2 separate regions of the Danio rerio genome follow, and region 1 is linked to region 2. Evidence: chromatin contacts called from public HiCAR-type data. All regions are on one chromosome and are shown on one strand. Each heading gives the region's core, a stretch centred on a gene start, on an enhancer-like site or on the middle of the called end of the contact. The rest is flanking DNA. Distances are from core to core; before and after follow the strand shown. Region 1 holds the start of msl1b (MSL complex subunit 1b). Region 2 holds the start of zeb1b (zinc finger E-box binding homeobox 1b).

Evidence for each region. HiCAR-type assays count read pairs that join an accessible place to other places.
Region 1: a HiCAR-type map of caudal fin shows a contact between it and region 2, with 5 times the contacts expected there. The contact joins the promoter of msl1b here to the promoter of zeb1b in region 2. A contact is called at or near these places in 1 of 18 Hi-C or Micro-C datasets (hematopoietic stem cells) and 2 of 4 datasets of contacts at active chromatin or transcription factors (caudal fin and gastrula embryo).

What each region holds. Positions count from the first base shown.
Region 1 is chr12:28,831,144-28,838,745 of GRCz12tu, reverse strand. msl1b (MSL complex subunit 1b) reads right to left here and starts at 2,454. Exons shown (of 9, transcript XM_686625.11): 1 at 2,139-2,454; 2 at 920-1,573; 3 at 319-500; 4 at 1-202. The coding sequence starts at 1,516. LOC141376811 (a long non-coding RNA gene) reads left to right here and starts at 2,219. Exons shown (of 4, transcript XR_012388034.1): 1 at 2,219-2,278; 2 at 6,878-6,985; 3 at 7,327-7,452.
Region 2 is chr12:28,648,988-28,656,746 of GRCz12tu, reverse strand. zeb1b (zinc finger E-box binding homeobox 1b) reads left to right here and starts at 4,873. Exons shown (of 8, transcript NM_131709.1): 1 at 4,873-4,956. The coding sequence starts at 4,899. LOC141376812 (a long non-coding RNA gene) reads right to left here and starts at 1,192. Exons shown (of 2, transcript XR_012388035.1): 1 at 1,055-1,192; 2 at 1-868.

The DNA of each region.
Region 1 (7,602 bases), core at 1,205-3,704, 180 kb before region 2:
ATCTGCTTCTTTGCTGCTTCCTTCCTCTGCATGCTGGTCTGTCTTTCTGGACGATTTCCCAGTGCTTGCCTTCTCTGGGGTCTCCTTGCTCCGCAGCTCACGCTGACATGGCGATGGCCCTCTTGTGTCTGATTTTTGGGGAGTTGTCCTTGAGGACTTGCCTCTTGACCTTTGCGTCTTTGTTTCGGTTGCGCTTAATTTTCTAGATTAGTGATTACAGCTCAAATCAGCCAAGGCAAAACCAGTTTATGACCAAACAATTGATTTGAAAAATAAAAATCACAGAAAAAATGACAATTAAAAATAGCCTATTCTTACCGCTTTTGCACTTTGCCACTTGACTTGGATGCCTGAGTTTGTGGGCTGTCGCCTAAATCTGATTCCCAAAAGTCATCGGTGTCTGGAACCCATCTCTCTAAAGGCTGGAAGAGCCTCTTGTCACGTGGTTCCTTGCTTAACAACTGCAAACGACGTTCCATTCGCTCAATGCGGGCAAGCAGCTGTTTGAAAGAAGATCACATTCAACAGAAATAAAGTGAAAATTGTTGCAAGTACAAGCAATAAGCCAAAATCATATTATCAATCAAATGTTGGGGCCAGATTCAGCATAATACCTGTAATCTTCAGTATGACACGATCCTTAGAAAAATCATTCAATATGCAGATTTGGTGTCATGTTTGGATTATATTTAGACAACGCAACCCCAATGTTTTAACTTCAAAGTTGTTGCTCATATTTTGTGGAATAATCTTGATTTTAGTCACGAAGGTTTTCTGTACTCTTCTAAGAATTTGAAATTTGGGGAATCAAATCATTAATATAAACAAACAGCTTTTATTTGACATGGGTTTTCTGACACTTTTGATCAACCGATTGCATTTTCTGCTCAAAAAAAGTTCTAACCCTAAGTGCACATACCGTGTCTCTGTCTGATTTGAGTTCATCTATTTCCTTGTCCTTAGACTGCAGCTGTTGCTGTTGTTGCTCGATCAAGTCCAGTTGAAGCAACAGCAGTTGTTTAAGGCAAGTGGCTTGTGCATGAGGATTACCACTGATCTTCTTCATATTGGTCCTTTTACCCTCGGAGTGTTCGTGAGATGACCCCATAGTCTCTTTAGCATTTTTCTCACCAACAGGGTCTCTAGAATTAATATGAGAATTCATGGATACAAACTCTGGCTTGTTATCAATGGCGTTGGTCTGTCCAAAAGGAGTTTTACTTTTTACAGGGGTGCCTTCACCCCCCATTTGTTTAGCTTGAGATGACAGTGTTTCTGTGCCCACAGAGCCAGCCTCTGAAGCCACGATCAACTCTCTGCCAGGCTTTGAAGGCAATGAAGCCCGTTCTAAGTTCTTTTGCGAGATCAGATGTTCTCTAGTGTCGTCTGGTGTGTCACATAGAGGATCTCTGAGCTCTCTTTGGACACTAACTGGATGTCTTGTTTGAGATGGGCTGAAGTCACACTTCTTTGAGTACAATCCTGCTTTAGAAAAGCATTCGGGTCGCATATTCATGGCGAAGGAAAACCTCTACACGATGAACCATGGCTCCAATAGAGGCTTGTCTGCAGACTTGAAAAACATAAATCGTAAAATAAGAATCAAGAAAGCAAAATGATAATTGATAGTTGCAAATGTTTGTTTCAAGATCCCACTGAATGCATTGCAATTATGAAAACTGCACACAAAATAACGCAGGCTTCCTGTCTATGTTTGCAACATGACTTCCACTACAAGGTTATATAAACCCACTCCGTGATCAAATATTGAAAAAAGCACCAAACGCAATCACATACTAGACAGCCATAAATGTTCACTGTCCAAATCAGATCACTGAATCTCACTACCGATAAAACATGCACGCACTTATTATACCAAACGTTACAGCTAGACGTGGTTTGGTTTTCGGTTTATGGTTCAAGAGGCACGAACCATTTTAACTTGAGCTAATAATAAATAGCCTGCCTCCATTTTGATCCTGATGCTAGCTAGCCGCTGTTAGCAAACGAGGTGCTAATATACCAAATCGTTTTCGTTATACTGCGAGTTTGCCAGCATTCTATACTACATGTCTATGTCGGATTTGCAAAAACCAATAATCAGAACAAACAGGTCCCAAATGAGCGTTCTATCCTACTTTTATTGCTGTTTGTCCCCCATTTTCAGGCTCGAATCTGCACAATGTCCCAATATACGAGTGCGTTTGTCTCAGTGCGCATGCGTTTTGTCAGGACGTGTTTACATTCAAAGTGATGGGGTTTGCGAGCAATATTAAAGGTAAAATAAGCATACACACGTTTATAAACATTCGTATCGTGTACGGTTTTCTTTGCGTATTGAATCTGGCCAAGATAGTGAATATATGTTCGGGAAAGTAAGTATATGGGAACGTATTTGTCTGGCGGAGGCAAAATACGGACCATACCGTACACACTTGGGGAGAAAACCTCGCCAACGTCATTTCCTCTGACGTTTTGGCACTCCTTCATTTCTAACTTTATTTACCAATGTTTAATAACAGTGCTTTGCCAAGTGCTTATTTTGTAGCGATTTGGTTTTCTACGTTTTTTAAACCTATGTATTAGCCATAAGTGGATGAGAGTTGGAAAAAATACATTTAGTGAAATATCATGTAGAATAATTTTGTTTACACATGTTGTTTATTGACTTTTGTTTGCCATAAATGCAATAGAGATAGGCCCATAGCCAGCCTAGTGAAAAGGCTGGTTCTTTTTTCCCAAAATGTTGACTTTTTTGCAGTTATTCGATTTAATTCATGAGATTTTTTTCTATTTAATTATAAGATTTAAATTCTGCATTTTAGCGACATTGTTTTGCTGGATTAGCTTGTCTGATTGTCACTTTTTAATGGACCAAAACATTTTCTAAAGATTTAAAATAAAGATATATGAAGGGCATTTATTTTAGGCTACTTTGTATCAGGGGGAAAATAGGAATCTGTTAAAGTTTAAAGATGCTATTGTTATTTATTAGGCGAATAACAAACTGGCCAGCACATTCAACTGTCCTCAGTCTCAGAATGTAATGTGTTTTTTTTCTTTTAAGAATAAGGTCCAAGATTTAGAATAAAAGTTACTTATAGAGTGTTTTCTCTATATCAACAAATGAAAGTTGACTTTTGCATCACAATCCACTTGGTCTTAAGGAATTTTTCGATGGGTTATTTTGATAACTTATGATGGCATAACAAGTCTAATAGGACAAATGAGCTATTGTATGGGATAAATTCTGGACCTTCGTCAGTGGGGGGTGGGGAAACTCTGTTTACGGGCCTGAGAGAAATTACTGCAACTTTGTAACTGTATGTTTGTGCGTATGTTTGTGTGTGTGTGTGTGTGTGTGTGTGTGTGTGTGTGTGTATGTGTGTGTCATTGGTGTTTCCCAATTAGGCCATTGCCTGAGCAAAACAATTGTCTAAAAAGTGTTGCTGAAACGAATTTCAGTAATTTCTTTAGTTCAGCTGTAAAATATGTAATGTTATTTAGAAATGTATATTTCACACGGACTTATTATCTAAACATATACAATTTGTTTTCATTAGGAGCATGTATTTACTGTTTTTTCCTTGTGTGTTATTAGTTTAACCAGCAGAGGGAGATGTAGTACAGTTCATTAACATTTTCTAACGCTTTTTCTCTTGTCGCCGAGATTCATTCGCAGCCTAAATGCTGTGTGTACATAATTATTTTATAATGACTAGGCCCCAACCTCACTGACAAAGGTCCAGAATGTGTCCCATACATGAGCTCATTTGTCCTATTTTGACTGCTATGCCATCATAAATAGTAAAAAATTACCTATTGAAAAAGACTTTAAGACCAAGCAGAATCGTGGTGTGACTTAAGCTAATCAGTTTTGGCCAATGCAAACAATTGTTTTTATAAGTCAAACTGTGCAAGAAAACATCTGACATAAGAGAAGTCATCTTTCTTATTTTCATCTTTCTTATTGTTTTTGAATAGAGAAAACATTTAACAAGTAACTTACTCTAAACCTTGGACCTTATTCTTGAAAGAAAGCAAGACCAATAAAAAAGCGTGAAGCACCAAAAGCAGCCCATATTACAATAAGTTGAAACACTATTTTAGCCATTGTTGTTATCCATTAATTTTTTAATAAACTTTTTTTACAAGTAAACTTTTTTTTCCATCTCTGGGAAACACCCATACACATTCATTCACATTAACTACGGCCCATTTAGCTTACCCAATTGACCTGTACCATGTCTGTGGACTGTGGGGGAAACTAGCACATGGAAGAAACCAACACGTGCCAACACGGGAAGAACATGCAAACTCCACACAGAAATGCCAACTGACCCAGCCGAGGCTTGAACCAGCAACCTTTTTGCTGTGAGGCGATTGTGCTACCCATTGCGCCACCGTGCTACCCCTTTAATGATATATGATGTAATAAATTTGTATTTAAAAAATAAACATGTTGTCATGTTTCTTTAATCTAAATATTTAGGAAATATTTTGGTAAATCAAAAAGAGCGATTTGAACAAGCTAATTCAGCTAAAATGTCACCTAAATGTGGTATTTAAATCTCTTAATTAAAAAGAAAATGAGGTGAATAACTGCAAAAAAGGTCCACTTTTTGAGAAAAAAACACCCTTTACACCAGGCTGGCTACTGGCCTGAGTTAATTAAGTTAGGTTCAACAGTTCCCTCTGATGGAAACTACATTACATGACAGATCAGGGATAGATGTGCTCTCCCCCTCTCTCTCTCTCTCTCTCTCTCTCTCTCTCTCTCTCTCTCTCTCTCTCTCTCTCTCTCTCTCTCTCTCTCTCTCTCTCTCTCTCTCTCTCTCTGTATTTGTCTAAAAACTTAAGCTCATTAAATCACTTGACTTATGTAATCTGTTGATCTAAGGTGACTAAGGCTAATGTAGATCACATCATTGTATTTATGAGTTTGTGTGTTCACAGGCTGTTTTTGTTCATATTGTAACTTCCTTTAAACAGAACGAAAAAGAGAATGAGAGACAGAGATGTGGAGTGTAAAACTCGAACTGACTTTATCACAGTTTGCAAAATCCAAGTTTGTGTTAGTACTCAAAATAAGTCTTGGAGTGTGTTCATACTTGGCAGGTTCTATTTAAGTGAAGTTCATTTATAAACTAATTTCGAGAGAAGAATATACTTATGACTGATCACAGCTCGACCCACGATTTTCCAATCAGATGATTCCTATTTGATTTATTTCACTATAAATAACCATGGTCCTTATACCGCAGTTATCTTCATCGTGAAAAATCCCCCGTCCTTCCGTATTCCTCTTGCACTTTTTTTCTTAGATTGGGCGGCCCGGCGGCCATGTGGTTAGCACTGTTGCATCACAGCAACAACATTGCTGGTTCTGGTCCTTGCTGGACTGGTTGGCATTTTGTGTGACGTTTGCATGTTTTCCCCATGTTGGTGTGGGCTCCCCGGTTTGCTCCCACCATCCAAGGACATGTACGTAATCTGACCAAACCAAATTGGCATTATAATCATGTTCCTATAGCCAACAGTATTTTTCCTCATAAAGCAATTTGTTATTAGCCCCAAATAAGCAGGGGAGTTCTGCTCACGGGAGGAAGCTCAGGGCTTGAGGATCTATTGAGCTCAGGGCTCCCTCCTGCGCAGCATGCCAAACACGATTTATAATCAATCATCAGCTAAGTGTGAACTCTTGAATTAAAACAAAACTCTCTCTGTTATATTGAAAATGAATTAGACTGTAGAAGTGTTGTATTTTTCATTTTATTTATTTTTTGCTGTTTTGCAACAATGATAATTTTATACTAAATAGATTATAAGATATCAACAAAATCATCGTCATCTGGCTATCCCTCTGGCAAGTTGAGAATGATGGTCTTTCTTATTATGATTATTAATAAAGCTGAATGTTTAAGAGGCTGGGTTATAGGATGACCTTAGTGTCATCCCACGTCAGAGTTAAACTGAAACAATATGTGTCATTGCTTTTCTGTATACAAAATGATTTGCTTCCTCAGGATCTACCTAGCCAGGTCAGAGGTCATGGAGACCTCTCGAGTAGACCTGGACTCTTGAAGAATTGGAAACAACTGTTTATATTGTTATTTGCTATGTGTTAATTATGTCTAAAGTGATATTTGCCATTTTAAATCTGTATTAAATCTTTTAAAGTTAATGTTTTCACGTAAGCTGCCAGTTTGGATGTAGATTATACTGGTTTTTGACCAGTTTTGATAAAAATGTCTGAGAGTACTATCAGCCTTGGCTTAGAAACAGATTGTACTTTGAGTGTGTGTGTTCTATTCGATTGTGGATCCTTTCACAGGTCTGGGGTCAGCTATGAACAGCCTAGTGGCTGTCTGATGTTTGTATGCTTGAGATATTGAGATATTGTTCAGAGTTGGACACATGCAGCCACAAGGAAATTTTTGAAGTCTATCAGTGTTTTATACACCTGTATGTTATTCGGTTAAAGCCCCTATATGTATGACACAGTTAATGACGTTATGTAAATGTATAATTGTTAATGTTTTGTGATCGTAAGCAGAGCAGCCTATGAACTCTATTGCGTATGTTGAAGCTGGTTTCAGCTGATAAGGCTGCAAACTATCTTTAGTAAATTTCTTAAATTGAATCTCTGACTCCGGCTCTGCTTCAATTGAGAGACTGACCATTTTTGGGTTAAAACTGTGAAACGTCCCTACAGTTGTTCCTCCGGGGAGTGATGTCCAAGGTTGTTTCTGTTCCTCCTTCTGGTGCCGTCTTTTTATTTATTTTTTTGTTGGATTCTGCGATACATTTGTTCTCAAACTTTGCTGTACCTTCACTGACGATGGATCTCCATTTGATGATGTTTGCTCTTTTTCAGTTCAGAGTAGAAGATCTGCTTAGGGAGACGATCATCAGACATTCGCACTAGGTGACCTCAGCTGGATTTTGATGATACAGGCTTCAGTGCTGGGCTGTCTTGCCTCATGTACGCTGACATTTGTTCTTCTGTCTTTCCATCAACAAAATACAAACAACAAAAATACCAATACAGATAACAAATTCAACAGATAACAAAAGCATTGCATGATTTGTAGATAAACAATGGTAACCACAAATAAACTATGGTTTTGGTTAACCAACCAATAGTTTTTGTGGTGATATTGTGGTTATTCAAACAGTATTTGCAGTTATTGCAAAATGTAACCCTTCAGAGTGATTAAAGCCTGTCACAGAAGGAGGACCTAGACAAGAATTAAGTAAACAGTTTATTGTCAATGATGATTTTCACAGATGAAATGTCCAATAGGTAAAGTCTTTATCTTGCAGAAGGAGAACAGGGATGGAGTGAACTGGTGAGTGATGACAAAGATGAAGAAACAGAATTGGGAAACACACAACCAGGAAGGATTCACACTAAGAAGAGACACTCTGGGTATACAGTCAGCAGTTATGGTAAGTACACAGCAAAATATGGGGACCCAAAACAACTCTATGGGTGTTAATTTCAACACTTTGAAAGTGTCTCATGGGGTCCACTCAAAACAGAGTTAAATCAACACTTTCAAAAGGGTTGGCACATTGACACCGAAGTAAGGGTTAATT
Region 2 (7,759 bases), core at 3,624-6,123:
GAAAATACAAATAAGCTGAAAATGTGAATACTGAAAATGTTTACAAAGTGAACAATAGATAGACAGAAAACAAAATACTTTGTTTCATTACCAATCGACAGCTCGCCAAAATAATGAGCAAAGGGTCTGACCAAACAAAAAACAAAAAACAAAAAAAAAAATTTAAGATTAAAATTAAAAAAGATTTAATCCAACTGAATGTTTTATCAACAAGTAAAGCACAAACAAAACTGTATCCTTTTATGTCCCATGAGTGCTCGGTATGTTTTCTGTTCGATAGATGAATATAGTCTGGATACCCATTCATTTCTTATAGTGGCTTTTAACTGGCAATACCACCGGTGTAACAAGGTTGATTAAAAACACTCAAAATTCAATGAAAGAGGTGATCATCACTTGTAGATGTTCAAGTGCATAGTGTAAGGGATTTTAAAAGCCTTTAGGCTATCAGATGTAAAACACAATATTTATGAGGGTTTTAAGTTGCAAATCGGTCAGATTTGACCCAACCATGACATGAAGGTTAAGGTACAGTTTATTTAAAAAGTGAAAGTTGATGTTAGTGACCCCTTATATTATATCAGACTACTTAAATAAATCAATTTTTCTTTAAAAAATGTGTTTTACAAAAAACATTATTACTGCCTATGTGACAACCACCCATATATAATAATTATTTGAGTGTTTTTCTTTAATACACAGCATATCATTGTGAGATTATACAGTGTCTTCAGTCAATCAATGCGGACTGTACACTGCAGACCCATGCTAAGTACACCACACCCAGCTGAGGTCTGACAGAAACCTGATAGTCATCAGGTACAAGAATAGCCCTGCCCGCCGCTGCTGCAGCGCTCGCTTTTGTGACCTGTAACAGAGAACGGCAGACCTTCAGATGGTACCGTGTTGGTACTTCGGTCCAAAGTGTCCTTGTCTTCAAAGTCACATGAATGCACGAGCTCATGTTCTGGCTTCAGCATAAAACTCTAAAAGACTCTTTATAGCAACACTCCAAATACTAACCTTTCATTTGTGTTGCGTCATCTAATATTACCTTAAACATGACTCTTTTTCTAACTTCTCTCTGTCATTTGGTTGCTTTTCCTTTTCGCTGTCTGTCAGTTTCTCTCTCTCTCTCACGCATTCTCTCCCTGGTCAGAGTCAAGAGGAGTAAACATCCTTGGGGAACAGCGAGCTCTTTCTTTGGGTGGAGGACTGAATCATTGCAGCGAGGGTCCCATGATCCTCCCTGTGCCTTGGGACACACACTGCATTCCTCCTCCTTCCTACTCAATCGCGTACATAGTCAGATGCACATTTGCCTCATAGTTTAATATCTCAATACACAGACCCTTCTACTGCACATCAAGAAGTGTATATACAATTCTGGCAGTATACAGGGGGTAAATAGCGTAAGACCTACTGTCACGGTTACTTAATAATCTGACAAAGTTTTTGGCATCCTGACGAACTGTGAAGTTCATTACATATGCTTATTTCACTGCTGTTTAGATCAAATATTCTGTTACGATTATATCTGCGCTCTATTTAGTGCGTAAGGCACCGATAGCATCAGTCATGTGACATAATATTTAATAATTGATAAATGAATGGCACTGCTTTGAAGTTCAAACTATGTTCCTTTGAATTTAGTATGAACTAAATAAAAACATTTATATATAATTCAAAACTTAGGGGGAAAACTGACGAACGTATGAAAGATTCAAAGATGTCTGCATGATCTTGTCAGAAACAGTCATTAAAAAAAACTGTTTTTGATGAAACTCAAGTGATATGATTATAATGAAGGAGAAACTAGGGTTCATTGTCACAAGGATACTATATGCAGCAGTGGTGGAAAGAGTACTGAAAAGTCATACTCGCGTAAAAGTATTAAAACTTGCCCAAAAATGTGGTGCAAGTAGAGTAAAAGTATGTGTTGTAAATATCACTGAAAGTATGAGTAAAAAGTAGCCCTTTTAAAAGTAGTGAGTGTTACACTGTGAAAAGTTGATGCGTTTACATGCAGTTTGTCCAGGGATGTGTAAACATAACATACTGTAGTGCATTTAGTGATCTTCCTATATTCCTTCTTTCCTTCCATTGTTTGTTTGTTCTGTCCTTCCTTTATTCATTTGTTTGTCCCTTTATTCATTTGGCCCTTCCTTCGTTCCCTCATTCATTCATTAATTTGTTCCTTCATTCTTTTTTCCTTCCTTCATTTGGTCCTTTGATCATTCATTCATTCGTCTTTCCTTCTTTCGTTCCCTAGTTTGTCCTTCTAGGAAGTCCTTCCTTGAATGCTTCTTTCGTTCATTTGGTCCTTTCTTCCTTCATTAGTTCAGTCCATCCTTCCTTCATTATTTAGTTGTTCAGTTCTTGAATCCTTCCTTCATTCATGTGGTCCTTCCTTTCTTCAATTGTTCAGTACTTCCTTACTTCCTCCTGTCCTTCCTTTCCTTCTTTGTTTCTTAGTTTGTACAGTCCTTCCTTAAATCCTTCCTTCATTTATTTGGCCCTTTCTTTGTTCACTTATTCATTCATTCCTTCATTCTTTTTTCCTTCCTTCATTTGGTTTTTTGTTCTTTCTTTCATTCATTCATTCATTCGTTTCTTAAACTGTTTAGTTCTTCCTTGAATCCTTTCTTTCATTCATTTGGTCCTTCCTTCATTAGTTCAGTCAATCCTTCCTTCCTTTCTTCGTTCCTTAGTTTGTTCAGTCCTTCCTTGAATCCTTTCTTCATTCATTTGGTCCTTCCTTTCATTCCTTGTTGTTCGGTCCTTCCTTTAATCGGCCCTTCCATCCATTCTTCATTCGTTCCATTTAGTGATTGTTTAAAGTGATTTAGTGCTTTCAGTCAGCATACAGTCGACATCCTTCATTTTCTCATCAGTGACTTGCAGTCTATAAACAGTCTCTGGGTCATAGCGTGAAAAGATTTTGAACATCTTTTTAGACATTTTTTTAATGCTTTCAAAAGGTTTGCTGCATTTATAAAGTGCCCATGCCTTGAGGTTGTTCAGTAGGACGGTATTTACTTTCTATGTGTGATTTGATTGAACAGGAATCACAGGACTGATTTTTCTACTTTCGCCAATCACCATAGACAAGAAAGAAATAAAGTAGTGACTGCAGTTTAAAGGAAAATAGTGGAATAAAAAAAATGTACAGGGAAAGTAAAAAAAAAAAAAAAAAAAAAATGTTCTCAAGGGAAAGTAAAGTACACATTTTTAAAAACTACTTAGTAAATTGCAATTCCTGAGAAAAGTCACTCAGTTACAGTAATTGGAGAATTTGTAATTTGTTACTTTACACCACTGATATGCAGTATGTCAGAACTGTGTGATTCCTAATTCGAGCCTTTGTTAATGGGCTTAAATTAGTGTAACTTTTAATTTCATTCAGTCATTCATTTTCTATTGGCTTAGTTCCTTTATACTTCAGAGGTTGCCCCAGCGGAATGAACCGCCAAATTATCCAGCATATGTTGTACGCAGCGGATACCCTTCCAGCTGCAACCCAGTACTGGGAAACACCCATACACTTTCACATGCTCACACATATCGTGTCCCCCAACTTTAATTTAATTTATTTTACTTTTAACATTTTTTAAAAGATTAGCAATAAAATAGAAATACATAATGCTTATTATAATGAATAAAACAGTTATAATTATAATTATAGTGTATTACATTACAATGTAAAAAAGAAATATATCGTAAAATAGGCAATTATTATATTCATTATGATTAATTTGCTATTTAATTTATTTTACTTTTTAACATTCTATCCTCCATATTATTTGTTTCTGTCTTTGTTTAGCAAAAGCTTTTTGAATGCACATTAAAATCAATGTTCTACATTAGGCAAGGGTTAACAGCATAAAACATATACTTTAAGATAAATATAAGACAGGTAAATGTTTTCCTACTCATATCAAGTGCAGATAGATAATCATATTTTAAATATAATCAATATAGGATTATCTATCTAAATTTTATATAAATAGGAAAACATGTCCCTGTTTTATATTTACCTTAAAATATTTATTTTATGCTGTTAACCCTTGCCTAATGTATAATAAATTATACAAAAAGTTATAATTTTTTGTACATTTACGCTATGCAGATATCGGCTATATTCTTCATAGCATAAATTTACAAAAAAAAAAACAGAAAATAAAAACAGAAATATTTTTAACAATAGGCTGTTATTATATTTATTATATTTTTTTAAATATTTTTGTAGCCAAGACTTTGTATATATGTACAGATAATGACTTTAATTAAAGTATACCTTAAATACGAGTCATATAAGAGTGACTAGTCTCAGCGACCACCATACAATAAGATAAAAGCTTCTCAAAGCAAGTTTCATGACAAGTAGTTTTGTGGTTTATCATGAATGAGTAACAGTTGTTGCCAAGATTGAGACAGCGTGTGTGTGTGTTTGCGTGCGCGCGCAATAAACAGGTGCACGCGTCAAACTTTCCCCGCCCCCACTCACACTGTAAAATAATACATAATTTGACGCTAGGTTCAGTTTGCGTATCTACCGTTGCACTTAATGACTGTTTTATGCAAACAACCTTGCTTCCTCTGAGCTGTCAATCAATACAGACACCGAAGAAGTGTTCGTGCTCACGGACAGGTTGATCGGTGACCGTTTCGGACAGGCAGCAGCGCCACGGGGAGCGCGTGGTGTGAGGGGCGGGAGTTGGCCAGAGACGGGGGTCTGAGCGCCAGAGAGAGAGGTATAGGAGCCAGAAGGTAATGTCGTAAAGCCGAGTGTCGTAAACCAGGTGCAGGGAGGGGAGGTGGAGTAGAAGGGAGGGAGGGGAGGTGTGGGGGCGAGAGGAGGTGACTCTCCAGCAGCATTTAGACACAGCGAAAGGATCATGGCGGATGGCCCCAGGTGTAAGCGCAGAAAGCAGGCGAACCCGAGGAGGACAAACGGTGAGTAAAAACCCTTCGCTTTGATTGGCGACGGCTGATTTCATTCAACTCTGGACTCCGGGCCGCTGGCAGAACTTCTCGAGCCCTTCAAAGTGCTGGAAAGTAGCGCTGTGTTATAGCCCCTATCTGGTGTACCGTTATACCTGCCGCGCTCGCGACTCTCTCTCCGCCTAGCGGTACAGAGCGCGAGCGCGGACCGTTATTCGCAGCCAGTCCCATACAAGTGACTCTCGCTTTTGTTTCCCCTTTTATTCCCCTTTGCCTCGAGTTCACTTTGTTAAGCTTTCTGATCAAAACAGATACTTAGGATTGGGTCTGTTTCTCGTCACTGCTGGCTTTTCCTCTTTAGATTCGACCGAACTGAAACTTATTTTCTCGCTCAAAATGTACCTGTTTGGTCCGATGCGGCGGATTTGGTTTCACACGAAACAGACTGAGCGATTGAAGTGGGGAAACGCTTTCATAAATACATGTTTGAGAACAGACCGCTTGTTCGGGAGGATTTTGTTTTATTTTCGTTAACTGCAAACTTTGTTTAGTGTATCTGCAATGGGGCTGTTCCGCTGTCTGTGTGGTAGCAGGTAGCTAGCGGCTAGCAGAATCCTAAAAATAACCTTTGATGGTAAACATTTTAGCTTATGGAGATGGATAAACATGTTTATATCGCCGAGGTGACAGTTTGACTTGTTTACTTCCTACGCAACAGCTACAAGTCGCACTTTTGTCATCCAGCTGAACAGAAAGTGCCTGATAACAGCAGCACGCTGCTCTCCGGTGCCGCTGCAGTAGAAAAGGGGGCATGTATTCAGTTCGCGGTGATGTTTGACAGGAAAGTTTCTTCTTGAAGTTTACAAAGCACAAAATAAGGGTGTGTTTATGCAACAGTCCTGCCAGTCTATAGGCGTCCCCGCGGGATTCGGAGCACGATGCCAGTTAAAGCAACCTGTTTGTGCAGCCAGCCTGCCACATTTCTAGTTGGGTGGTAACGCTGAGGAGAAAAGGAAAGGAATCTGAAGGGCTGTCTGCTGCTAGAACAACTGCTGCAGCCTATATAAGGAATGCGTATACATCCCGAGCAGCGCAGACAATCCTGATAAATCGCTCTGCTGCAGCTGGACTTACTGCACTGACACTTTATTTGTTTTGGGGACTTTATGCATCCGCTTTGTAACGCAGCGTCCTTAACTGTGTAGTTTTCTGTGTGGTGGATAACTTACTACTGTACTGGCGATTTGCGATCTTGAAATATGACTATTTACCTTGCATCTTGTGCATAGCAGAGGTTTAGACGTCAACCTAACTAAATTCACTGAGGAAATCGATAACGAGAAACGTGAGGCGTGCTTCACCTCTTGCGCGCGCGTGAGATAAGGCAACATTAACTAAAAACATCGTTTTCATTCAAACAAACTCGCTCCTTTTCGATTCAAGTGCATAGTTAATTTTTAAGATGCTTAAGCAGACGCTAGTGAAGAAAGAGACTTTTCCTCAGGCTGACGCCATGCGCGCGCCATGTAGCGGTTCTCTCAGCACGCGCGTGTGTGAGCGACCTGTAAATATGTGTCTACCTGATCGGACAGGAGGACAAAAATGTCACTTAGGTTTTTCATAAATGTCATCTGACCATCTTGCTCGTTTTTTGCTACCTGAACTTGCTGACAAGGAAGGAGTCGTTGTTTTTCACTCTGTGAGATACATTGTCTCGTTTTGAAAGCAGACGGGAGGCGTTTCTCGTGCGTTGCAGCAAATGTCAACTTGTGCAGGTATACCAACGATGTCTGTGTAGTGTTTTTCGCATGCCTTCTCACTCTCAGCTGTTGTCGTTTGTTTTTAACTGTTGAACGGATGGATGCCTGTTATCATTCGGCTTTCTATAGCGCTTGCTCCTAAAGCACAGCCTGAGCAAAGAGCATCCTCGGTACAGTTTCTGGAGCATCGTTCGTGATCATTTACCTAGCGATAAAAGCATAGGCGTGTTCTTAAACGGTTAAACCTGAAAAGATTTTACACCATGAGGCTTGAGGGTGATTTTGTTGCGCTTTTCTGCCGTGTTGGATTGAAATAAGTGCTTTGTCATGGGGCGTTTGGCAATGCTCACCGCACTGCAGGTATCTGAACGCAGAGACGCACCTGAACCGTGCGTCAGCAACTTGTACTTGAACATCTCCACTTATTGGTATTGTTGACATATTATGTCATGATTATGTTAATCGTTATCTTTGTGTGTTTAATAAAGCTTGCGTTATCATTTTAAGCTCAAAACAAAATGTTTTTGTTTAAGAAACAAAGCAAAAAAGCAAAAAAAAAAAAAAAAAAAAAAAAAAAAAAAAAAAAAAAACAGGTTGAGCAATTAAACATAGGCTGTAGCTCTACGCATCCTGACCGTTAATTATCTGAAGTCACGGGTTGACCTAGGAGCGCACCCGCCGAGTATCAGCGCTCCCGGTGCGTGATCAACGCTCCCTGAGAGTGCGCGTCCCTGCGTCATTAGCATACGCCCCTCCCCCTCCGCGCCCCCGTGAGGAGTGTTGATCAGACCGTGTATAATTGGAATGTGGCCGCCTGAGTGCTTCACCGTTTGGTGTAAAGGCCAACAGTAAATGTTCACTGGAGGCATACTGTCTTCTAGATAGATTCATTCTGTGTTTACAAGACTTACCTTTGCTTTAATTACTATAATCAAGATGAATTGAATGTTTTTATTTCAACTCACTTTACAACTATTTTAATTCAGCCAAGGAGGCCTTGATGTTTGAATCCTCTACTAAAGAATGTGAACGGTACTGTTTGTATATAACATCTT